Linked DNA regions of Anser cygnoides: region 1 is linked to region 2. A link is a contact called in public Hi-C data. All regions are on one chromosome and are shown on one strand. Each heading gives the region's core, a stretch centred on a gene start, on an enhancer-like site or on the middle of the called end of the contact. The rest is flanking DNA. Distances are from core to core; before and after follow the strand shown. Region 1 overlaps SRL (sarcalumenin). Region 2 overlaps ADCY9 (adenylate cyclase 9).

Region 1 (5,804 bases), core at 2,207-4,706, 95 kb before region 2:
TCAGGCTGCACATGAGGACTACAAACCCTGGCAGGCTGAGGTGGGCTGGTGCCTCCCAGCTGCCTTCCGCTGGCATCGTTTGTCCCCCGGCGCGAGCCCTCAGCTGTCGTGTGACTGCGGGCTATCAGCGTGGCTGGCCCCGGCATGGCACAGACAGACACATGGCCGCCTGCCCGGCGCTCTGCTCCAGGGCTGCAGTGGCAAAGTGGCTGCAGTGGGCAAAGAGGCCTGGGGTTGCCCCACGCTGTCCTTGGCTGTGCTCCTGCCGTGCTCACACCGGGGATGTGTGGTACCCAAAATTTCAAGGGTGTTTTAAGACACACACCATCATGCTGCTGAAGCGGTGCTGCAGCAAACACCGCAGCGAGCCAGGTCCCCGTGTCCCCGGCACAGCACTGCGGTGTGCCACTGCAGGGCCATGGTGCACGAGGCCGGAGGAGGAGACCAGCTCCATGCTGCGTGCTGTGCCCGCACTGCTCGCCATGCCCGCTGCCTTCCTGTGGCCTGGGCGGAGGTGGCGTTTCTCCCAGTTGGCATCTGCTTGCCAGCTGGAGTACAAAGGCATTATTTTCCTCTGAAACGCTTCCCTGGTATGCAGGCATTAGAGTTTTCAGGGGATTATTTAGACTAGCAGCAACTGTTTGTAACGGAGACAGTATAGCTGGTGATATTTTATTTTTGGCATCAGTTGACTAATGTTAAATTGCACTTGGAGGCCTATGGAAAATACAGATGACTTCTCCCGGACTGCAGAACAAATTCATTGTGTTCCAGCCAGTTGCACGGAGTGGCAAATGTTTTCCTAATGAAGGGACGCTCACAATAAATAGCTCCGCGCCCCGCTGCAGGGTCAGGCCCTGTGGTGCCGCCCGGCCCAGCCCTTCCTGCACGCTGCCGGCTGCGGAAAGGCACGGCCCCACTCCAGGGAGCCGCCGGCCGCCCTCGCCGCCCTGCGGGGCTGGGGAAGGACCCTTTCACCTGCCAAGTGCCCAAGGCCTCTCGCACCCAGTGCCCCACTTTCATATCCCCACCACCACTGGGTTCTCTCTCAGGGCTGCTTCACCGCCTCGCCCTAGCCCCACAGCGCTTCTGCGGTGCCCCACAGCCTGCACGGCCCCGGGGCCACGTCCCAGCCCTGCGCAGCATCAGCGCTTCTGCCCGCAAGCACCTCTTTGCGTCCAGCTTCTTGCTACGGCCAGGAAACGAGCTGGAATCGGAGATGCGTTAGGAGAATTTAAAGTCTTGGTGACAGCCTCGAACCCCCTCTCTTGCCCCCGCTGTCCCCCGGGGCCGCGCGCCCCGCAGCCGCGGGCGGGCGCGGGTAAGACTGACCGAGCTATTCTCATCATTTAGAGCTGCGTGCCCCAGCCCCGCCGGGCGCCGAAGATGTTGGCCATGCCGCACAACGCCCCTCGTTGGCTGTGGAGCCCCGGCTGGAGGAGATGGCCGCCGACGGCAGCCCTGAGGAGGAGGAAGATGGCGGCACCGCCAATGCTTCCGTGCCCAGTGCTGCAGAAGAGGGAGGCGGCGAGGGGGAGGAAGAGCTGAAGGGAGGCCTGAGCGGGGCCATGGGGCTCAGCCAGGAGGGGCCCCACAGGGCACAGGGCCCTGGGGAGGATGATGCCATGTTGGGCACCCCTGAGGCAGGGGGAGAGGCCGCCCACCAGCCTGGCCCACAAGATGGCTTCCATGACCAGGAGGATGAGGAGACTGATGCTGGCTCCAAAGAAGTAGCCACTGAGGAGCAGGGTAAGCCTGAAGGAGAGAAAATGGAGGAGCCAAGAGTGGTGTCTGCTCCTGAAACTGGAGAAGAAGGGGAAGAGCAGAGCTCAGAGGAAGATGACGAGCAGGGGGAATCTGAGGAAGAGGGAGATGAAGGTGGAGAGTCTGAAGAAGATGGAAGCAAAGGAGAGTCGGAGGAGGAGGGAAAGTCTGAGGAGGATGGAGAGTCTGAGGAGGACGCTGCTGGCCCAGCAGGGCCAGAGGACGGAGCTGAAGGAAGTGACAAGGAAGAGACCAGCACTTTAGGGGAAAGTGGCCACAGCAAAGCAGCAGCTGCCAGCAAGGGAGAAGCCAAGGATGGCCCTACCAGCTGCCATCACCCACCATGTGGGGACGTGGAGCCTGGCTCTGGCAGCAGCAGCCCAGCAACGGCAGAAAACCCACCTACAGCAGTGGAAGAACCAGCAGCAGCAGAAGACCCACCAGCAGCTGTTGAAACTCCACCAGCAGTAGTGAAAAACCCACCAGCAGCAGAAGACCCTCCAACAGCAGAAGACCCTCTAACAGCAGAAGACCCTCCAACAGCAGAAGACCCTCCAGCAGTGGAAGACCCTCCAACAGCAGAAGACCCTCCAACAGCAGAAGACCCACCGGCAGCAGTGGAAGCCCCCCCTGCAGACAACCCATCGCTGGCAGAAACGGAGAGCCCACCCAGCCCCAGTGCCCACCCTGCTGCCGCTGAGCACCAGCACAGACAGATAGGTTGGAGTCTTTTGCTGTTGGTGTGCCGTAGCGTAGTGAGCAGAGGGCGGCGAGAGTGACCTACTATCAACCCTGGCGGAGCTGCGCTTGGCTCATTAAACTGCGCCTAATGCATGGCCCTCTCCTAACGCTTGTGCTTCCTGCACCCGCCCCTAACTGCTGCACGGCCGGGCCAGCCACGCCACGGGCAGCGGTGGCACAGGTGGGAGCCCGCGGATGCCAGCAACGCAGGTGCTTGTTGCAGCGATACCAAGGCGGGCCAACATTTCCCTCGCTGCACTTTAAGCCCATGACTTCTCCCATCTGCGGACACATGAACTTCTACCCTTCCCCTCAGCCCCTTTCAGCAGCCACAGACCTGCTAAAGGACATTTACCAGTCCTCAGAGTCCACCAGACCAAACTCCCGGCTCTCTTGGCACGCAGGCAGGATGCTGCCCAGGCCGGCAGGTCTCGTGTCCATCAGCCACTGGCCCGCAGCCCTTGCCATGTAAGGAACGTGTAAAGAGCCAATTCAGCCTGCTGAATTGCTGAAGTGCCTGCTCTGGCCACGGACAGGGTGTGTTTGGTCACTGAAATGTGAGCTAGCTCAGGAAAAGTGACCCCCCCCCCCCCTTCCATGTTTTACTAGAAACGCTTACGGACTTTGGCCCATGGGCTAGGCAGCAACCTTTGGACACAGCTGATTCTTTTTTGCTTCCTTCTATAACATCCCGGCTCAAAAAGCTCACATTTGTGCCGAGAGGAAAACCCAGTTTGGAATCTGTGTCTTGGCAAGTCAAAAGGTCTTCCTCAGCCCCACACTCAGGGAGAGGCTCAGCGCAGTCCCTCGGGGCAGCCCCAGGGCCCGTCAGCGCCCCTGTTTGCCCGGGCACCCATTCCCCAGCCCAGGCAGTAGGGCACGTGTCCTTGAGGCCCCGCTTCAAAGCCCCAAGCCATGGGGCCCTCTGTGTGCCAACCCCTTTGCTAGCACGCCCGGAGCAGGGACAGCTCTGTCCCCCTCCGCGGGGAGGCTGGGGAAGGTGCCCAGGGCCACCTCCTGCCACTCGGCACCGAGCCAGGGAGGCTCCGGAGAGGCAGCCTCCAGCCTGGCGAGAGGCAGAGGTGGAGAGGCAGGAGGGAATCCAGGCCTCACAAACCCTCATGTCTGCAGCTCGACGTGTGATTTCTGGGGGGTGGACAGGGAGAGAGGCAGAGCAGAGAGCACCCAAAGCTGAGGGGAGTTGCAGCTGCTGGGGGGAGTGGCGGGGCAGGCAGGAGCCCCGTGGGCAGCAGCTGCCGCGTGCCCCCGCCCTGCACTCCCCAGCGCCCGAGAGCCCCTTCCAGGCACATCCTTCGCATTCCCCGCGAGCACCGGCCCTCGCCTCCCCCTCGGGAGACACCAGGGGCCTCCCCCACCAGCCCCTCCTTGGAGCCAAGCAGTTGCCTGCGATGCTTCCCCCGGCAGCCATGGCCCCAGCAACCTCGGCCAAGCTTCCAGGAGCATTTGCAAAACAGAAACTGAGCGGCGTGCCAAAGCTGGCGGGTGCTGGGTGCACAATGGGGCCGCGGGCTCAGGGTGTGCGCGCTCCCCAAAGCCCTCTCCCCAGCAGCAGCTTGTGTGAGCTCCTGTGCGGGTCCCCCGCCGCCAGCTCCATCAGTAACAGGTCTCCTTGTTTTTTCCTCCAGAAGAGGTTGAGGATGCCAGCGAGCCCACCAAGCGCGACCGGTCCCACTTGGAGAGCACCCTCAAGCTGAATGAAGACAAACCTGCCGATGACTTCTCAGGTGAGGGAGCCTGGGTGGCACCGATGCGTGCAAACCCTGCTCCTTTAATCCCAGCGATGTTTCCAGGATAAGCTCCCTGCCACTGTCTGAGAGCTGAGTCTGGCAAACCTGCTCTGCTACGTGAGGAGCATGGACAGGGCTCTCCTTCCCTAGGCTGCTTTGTCAATAGCCTTATGTCTTGTGGGTGCAGTAGCACCACGTCTTCAATACCAGCCCTTACACTGGACTAGCATACTTTAGGTATTTTAAAGACAGCTCCAAGAGCGAACAAGAATGAGGAGGCTAGAGAGGCTGGCTAATCATGAATTGGCCTGGGCCAGCCGCACTGCTGCCTGCTGCTCAGAGAAGCTTGGGGCAACTTATAATAAGGGGTTTTGATTTTTATTCCAATTATGAATTGGGTACTATTCTTATAAGGCTTGCTTCTGCTGGTCCAATTGGCAGTCAGGACTAGAAAGGAAGCAATAAAAGTGGCTGGGAAATGCCAGCAGTAGGGGGGCAGCTCTGGCTGCAGCAGGGGTCCCTGGGCTCCGTGGTGGAGGACTTTGGGGTCACGGGTGTTGAGTGCTAAGCAGCATTAACGAGAGAGGTTCCTTGCATCAGTTGCCGGCAAGCACGAGACCAGCAGGAGATGGGGACAGTGCCCAGTAGGAAATATTAGCAGGGCAGGGGCATCAAGATGCGTGACTTGGATCAGTTTGGCCAAGATTTCAAGCATGAGCTGCGTCTCTTGATCAGCTGTCACCCTCAAGGTCTGCAGGGAATGCCCAGCAGCTTACCTAGAAGGGATGCAACCAGGGTGGCTGGGGTTTGCCTGTCACCCATCTGCATGCTTTTGCTCCCACAGGAGTACTGCAGCGGCTGAGGAAGATCTACCACTCCTCCATCAAGCCCCTGGAGCAGTCCTACAGATACAATGAGCTGAGGCAGCACGAGATCACAGGTAACGCTGCGGGCACCGGGGTCTCCGGCACCGTCAGGTCATTGGGATGCATTCAGACAGCAGTGCAGAGAGCAGATCATGGAAAGGCTCGGATAGTTCGTGTTCCTCTACAGCTTCCCAAGAAGGCCATGAACATGCTGGGCTTGGAGGACGTGCCCTAGTGAACCCAGCACCCAGCGGCAGGCATTCCTGCATCTGCCTTAGCCCATCTGCTGTCAGGACCATCTGTGTAGGCTGAGCATTGAACCCTGCCTGCTTAGGGGCCTCCACCTGCTCAACATCAATGCTCTGTACCCGTGCCAAGCAGAGATCATGGCCCAGAAAGACGGGCTTGGCAAGGAAGCTTAGGACCTCTCGAGGCTGGGGTTGAGCTTCCTGGGGGTGACTGGAGCTGGCATCCTTCCTGCTCCATATGGGACACGGCCATGTGGGCAGGGTATTCCTCAAGCTCGGCAGCCTTCACTCATACCGGGAGTTAGAGTTTCCACCTCTTGGCAACTACAGACACACTGGCTCAGGTGAGCAGGTTCCTGTGGCCCTGGGCATTGGCTTGGGCTGAGCCCCAGTGGTGTACGTGTCCCTCCAGAAGAGGAAAGTGCAGCTCTGGCCCC
Region 2 (5,794 bases), core at 3,208-5,707:
AGATACTTTGTTTATTCGCCTTGCAGATACCTTATCAAAATAACTCCATTTTAGTATTTTTCAATATGTTATTGTTCCTACTTGTTTTTCCAATGTCACATTATTATCTTTGCATTTACTTTTGCTTACTTCATACAGTTATAAAAGATAATGTTGTAATCCTATAAATTTTTATATGGGGGTACATAAGGTTTTCCTTCAGTCCTGTTCTGTAATTGGTGGGTCATGTTTTATTTAAGGAGAAGAAGGAAAGTTGTTGTTTTCAATATGCTATCTGTATAGTCAGGAATTTGCAAAGCAGTTTTGTCTTTCTGAGCTGTGTACGGCAGTAGGGAGGTTTAAATCCATTGCAGCACTGTATTGCTGACATCCATGCTCTCTGATAGTGAGCCGGGGCCATTACCAAGGTGAGTTTAAGTGGCCTTATAATGTTTTCTTAATACTATTTGTTTTTGCCAATGACATTTCTGCTATTTGCATGAGATTGTGTTGTTTTAAAACCTAAATTTTACTTCCTGAACAGGCTTGGATTCCTCATTTAAAGTCATGTTGATTTAAAAAGCTAGTCTTTAAAGCAGACTCCTAAGTCTTAGAAGTATCTATTTTTTAATATTAATCATTCCTTTGTGTTTAATTCTGATCAGAAAAACAGGTTGAGAAACATCTCACCTTTTGGTGAACATCTGTAGACAGTCACCAAAACCTAAGTGGTCCCACCTGATATGGTAGCAGCAGGTTTTCAATAAACAGTGGATTGAGAGCACACAGGTTTGCCTTTCTCCTAATGGACACTCATGGGAGGTTTGGGCGTGCAGGGAATATTGTAATTCCTGCACAGCTACTACGAGTGCAGATGATGGTTGCTCACTAGCACTTGCTGCTTTCACTGGGACTGAGATGGCTGTGAATCTCAAGACCCCACAAATTCTTGTGGTTAATTTGGGAAACAGGAATTGCTGGCTGGGAGAAGTGGTTGCTGCCCTTCCCTGCCCTCTCCACCAAATGCGTGGCTGAGGAATTTGAGATAGAAAACGAGCCACTGGCTATCAGTAGCTACTGGGGCCCTTGTCACGCAACTGTGAGATGTGTTCTCCTTTCTTCTGGCATGAGGAAAGCATCTGCAAATTTACTCCAGAGTTACAAGCAGTTGATTCTCAGTCATTTGCTGCCACAGGCTCACATTCACAATCTTTCCTTTAGTAAAAGAAATATAATTTGTACTTGGCTTACATCTCATCATGGCATCTATAGTAACTCGTAAGTAAATCTCTGAAGTTCAAAAAAGGATCATCTCAGATCTGGGGACATCTCACCAAGGGTACTTCCTTGAAAATAGCCTCCTACTTTGCACTGAAAAAGAGCTTTTATTGCTGAAGACAATCTCAGAAACCTTCTGGCTTGTTTTCAGTTAGAATCATAGAATCATTCAGGTTGGAAAAGACCTCTAAGATCATTTAGTCCAACCCTTAACCTAGTACTAAAGTCCACCATGCTTCTAAGTTCTACATCTACACATTCCTTGAAAACCTCCAGGGATGGTGACTTCCCTGGGCAGCCTATTCCAATGCCACACAACCCTTTCAGTAAAGAAATTTCTCCTGATATCCAACCTAAACCTTCCCTGGTGCAACTTGAGGCCATTTCCCCTCATCTTACTACTTGGTGCTTGGGAGAAGAGCCTGATTCCCACCTCTATATAGCCTCCTTTAAGGTAATTCTAAGAACTAAGGTAGTTCTAAATATATTGGCATATTTTGGGGGTACTTTTTTTTTTTTTAGGATTTGATGTCTGTTTGGGGTTTTGGGTTGTTTGGTATTTTTATGTGGAATTTATGGTACATATTTACTTACGGTAAGATACATTTTTGGGCCACTCCAGTCTCCACAGCCTGAGGCACACACTCATGTACAAGTGTAACAACCTTCCACTTCCCCATCTGTGCTATTGAAATATGATCATTCTGTAAGTGTTCCTTAGTTGGCTGCATTAAATTCAAAATGTTTTAAATTGTGCACTGCATTGCATATTCCCAGAGGATGAGTTTACAGGCAGCTCTGTTTTCACTGCTGAAACATGGAGCCTGTTGGCATCAAGAGGACAGACGTACTGTTGTGCCCTTATTCCATCTCACTTCCTTTGATCAGAAAGAACAAAATCATCCTTTTCCTCTTTAAATTGTCTTCAAAGCGAGGACTGCTCACTCTGACTGCTCATTATACGCAGAAAAGTGCAGAGCTTCCTGTGCAGAAATGTCATCACAAGTGACAATCACAGAATACCACAGAGATATCATAAGGGAGGGGATTGGCCTACAATGCTGGGCACAATCCTAGAATTTCAGGAGAGGGATTATTTTGGGACCAAAAAATTCTTGCCTAAGTTTCTCATTGTATTTTCATTATCATGATGCGAAACACCCTGTATTTAAATCAGTCTGACTTTTAATTGAATCCAGTGCTCAGACTAGGAAGTACTCGCTGTAGCTCTTGTGGCTAAGGGCTCGAGTCCAGCTGCAGTAGTGGGAGAGGAAAGCACTCGCTGCCTGCACAATGAGAAACGAGGTAAAACTGAAGTTAGAGCAGAAGTCCTTATGGAGCAAGGCTTGCAGGAGAAGGATGTTTTGATTTCTCAGAAGTGTCTGATAATAAATTATTGGAGTATCTGTAGATGAGGATCCCACTGTTATCACAAGTGACACTCTAGAATTAATTGTTTAAAGCTGCATGCAAAAAGTGGTGCTTAATTTGTCAGCATGTGGAGTATGTCATCTCCAGTTCTGTAAATGTAGTGCAAAGAATGTCCTTCTGCCCACTTGAAATATGACTACTTTGACTTTCATGAGTTCAGTTGGAGTGTAAGAGGTCTTAAAGTTCTGGTATTTTATAAAAATATCTTGGGAAATGTCACTGAGCATACGACGGTGTGTGCAGTTTTACTCGGGATTCTTAGGGGTGCTTCTGCAGGAATACAGGTAAAAGAGATCTGCCCACTATTTTAGGTGCGAATACAAGTTTTTTGTTGACTAGAAGCTTTTTGCATCCAGTTCTTTTTCTCAATTAAAACTTGTTATAAATAAGATGTTTAAAACATGCATTGCTTTCAATAACACCCTTCAGTGAAGATCTCTCAGTGAGGAGATGAATCCAGTGTAGTGGATATTTCAATCCTGTTCTAAAGAGTGAGAGGTGGGAGCGCCTGGTAAGTTGATTCATCAGTATAGAAGTACCTTAACAGAGAGAAAAAAAATCTTCTGGGTGAAGAAAAAAAGCAAATACAGTCAAAGCAGGAGAATGGAAACCTGCTGTACTCTGATGAAATAAAACTGCCCTTTGCCCACTACTTCACCTTCTCAAGGCTTGCCAAAGTAATATCCAAAGTCTGTCTGCTGTTGAAACCCTGTAGCCGACCGATTGGATCTTCTTAAATTCCTCATAGCCAAGAACAAAAATTGCTTTGTGCAACTAGAGCTTAATGAACTGGTTTTGTTAACAACCTGACTTACGTAGAGTATAGATGCAAGGGCAAACTGTATTCTGTTTTGCCTTTATTTATTTCTAACATCTGTGACTTTGGTATTTAATATCCCACCAATTCACTGCTGTGCCAAAAGCTTTTGATTTGAAATATGGGAATTGATTTTAAACTGCCAGTAAATACAGAAATGACGGTAATGTTCTCCATTAGCCATTAATCATTTATGTCAAAGTTACTAATTTGAACTGCAGCTTGTGTAAACATCTTAGATGCTTCAGCATTTAAGCCCTGTTGAGCTACCCACTGACACTGCATTATTTACCGGTAGTGCCCTGTAGCCATTAAATGTCTGCAGCTCTCCTGCTGCCTGGATTTAATGCAGTGCTTGCTTCCTGTGATGGGAGAGCTGTGCTGCCTTCACAGGCTTCGTCTGTTTTGTGAAAGATGAGGTTTCACTTGTTTTAATTCCGGAGTGTAGAGCATTGCAATTGATTCTGGACTGGAAAAAAAAAATCAATGCAAGAAGGTAAACATTACCACTGAGAAATGTGGAGTTGTCCTGGAATTTGTGCTTGCTTTTTCAAACACGCAGCTGCCTAAATAAAGAAGTGTCCTCATCCCAGGATTAACAGATCAGGTTTGCTGATGGATTTGTTGCTATAGTTCCCACAAGAATTTATCCTGGCATGAGGCTTGGCAAAAACCAAGCTTTCTGCTCCGTGAAGTGCCCGCGTGGGCTGGGGTGCGAGACACAAGCGGCGCCGGGTGCCCATCCCCAGGGCTGGGGTCTGCGCCCGCAGCGGGGTCCAGGTGTGGCGTGGGCAGGGGGTGCCTTGCTCCACGCGGGAGTGATGGGTGCTGCCCACGGTGCTCTGCCAGAGCCGGTGCTGTTTCCTTCTCACCGTTTAGCCATGTAAAAGCTGATCCCAGTTCGAACGCTTTAGCAGGATCGACTTTATTTTTAGAGGCATGAACTTGGGTGGCATTTTCAGAAGGACTCGATACTGGAGCAGCTTGGCTGCCACTAGAGCCCAGAGCATGTTCTGCCATGGATGATAGAGGCTGTCAGGACAGTATATAACACTTTAGAAAAACCAGTAATTACTCTACAGGGCTTTTGAATTTATTTTGCTTTTTATGCAGTTGTATTTCCGTGCTTTGTTGCAAATTCTCTTTTATGATGTAATATAGCTATGCTTTTTGGCTTAAATGGGAGTCCATTAACTAGGCACTGAGAAATCTGAGAGCACCCTCTCGTGGGGTGCTGGTGTATTACAGCGTTTTCCATCCTATTACCCTAATTTTCTCTTTTTCTCTTTGCATTTAAGTATAATTCCGATATTTTAATTTATTAAATGAGAGAATAAAAGCTCTTGAATAATGCTAGAGGTTGCAAAATTAATGAGGCCTAGACCTGAGAATTAAAGTAACACCCAAAAGCAAGACATATTTAAAAGGTGTGCAATTAGTGTCCAAGTCACACAGAAAACTTTACCCATTTTTTATCAGGTTTTTATCCAACATTATACCTTGTATTTTAGTCAAAAGCATTAAAGAAAAAAACTGAGGTTTTTTTTCTTTTTTTTTTTGGTTATTTTTAAAAAAAGATCTAGGTAGTATGCAATAGTTTGTGACTTTGGAATATGTGAATTCCACATTTAGCATATGTTGTATTTATACATTCTTGTCAGCTGTGAGCATCTCCGTCCAAAAACGCGTTTGCCATTCGGGCTCCCTGGTCATCCACTGTGGCACCAGCAGAATTACTCGTGCCACAAACGCACAGGGCGCTGCTCACGCCTGCCTTGTGGTCTCGCAGCGGGCTCTGTGGTTCTGCCATTCCTCTTTGAAGTAAGTTCGTCTCACAAAAGCAGGAATTATTTGGTAAAGCAAGAAAAGCTCAGGCCCGCTCTGGTTAATACATATATCCACAATGGAGAGCCTTTGAATGAAGGTGACTATTGCACTGCCTTTTTATGCCTCCATAAAAATAATTAAAACCTTGAAAAGCGGCTGCAGTTTTTGGAGAGTGATGAATGTTTCCGAGCTTTGAGAAGCAAATTTTCCCGATGATCTGTTTCTGTAGGTAAAAAACAGTTAAGCATTAAGCAAGCCTTCACCTTTGCTCACTCGTTTTAACGACGAGAAGCTCTCTGGTGTGAGAAGAATCTCTGCTGAGCTGCCCTCGGGAGCTCGCCCTCTTTCGCTGCCTGGCTCCTGCAGCGCGCCATGGGCCTGGGCCTGGGCCTGGGCCTCCGGCAGCCCGAGGCCAGAACCAACCCTGCCGGGTGCCTCCTGTGGGCCAGTGCAGGCCCACAC

What was found. A called contact is a pair of places that touch in the nucleus more often than the background predicts.
Region 1: a contact with region 2 is called in a Hi-C map of liver, with 5 times the contacts expected there. The contact joins two enhancer-like sites. A contact is called at or near these places in 5 of 7 Hi-C or Micro-C datasets (fetal liver, granulosa cells and liver).

What each region holds. Positions count from the first base shown.
Region 1 is chr15:11,988,048-11,993,851 of Taihu_goose_T2T_genome, reverse strand. It overlaps SRL (sarcalumenin), which reads left to right. Exons shown (of 7, transcript XM_048067382.2): 2 at 4,152-4,250; 3 at 5,098-5,193. Among named protein-coding and RNA genes, the nearest start is that of SRL, 10 kb to the left of the region's middle. Within about 2 kb of position 3,456, at least 2 of the 3 cell types and tissues checked have open chromatin away from gene starts, as enhancers often do. A contact at or near this core is called in liver, where this site is marked.
Region 2 is chr15:11,893,809-11,899,602 of Taihu_goose_T2T_genome, reverse strand. All of the region lies in intron 6 of ADCY9 (adenylate cyclase 9), which reads left to right. Among named protein-coding and RNA genes, the nearest start is that of CREBBP, 48 kb to the right of the region's middle. Within about 2 kb of position 4,457, at least 1 of the 3 cell types and tissues checked has open chromatin away from gene starts, as enhancers often do. A contact at or near this core is called in liver, where this site is marked.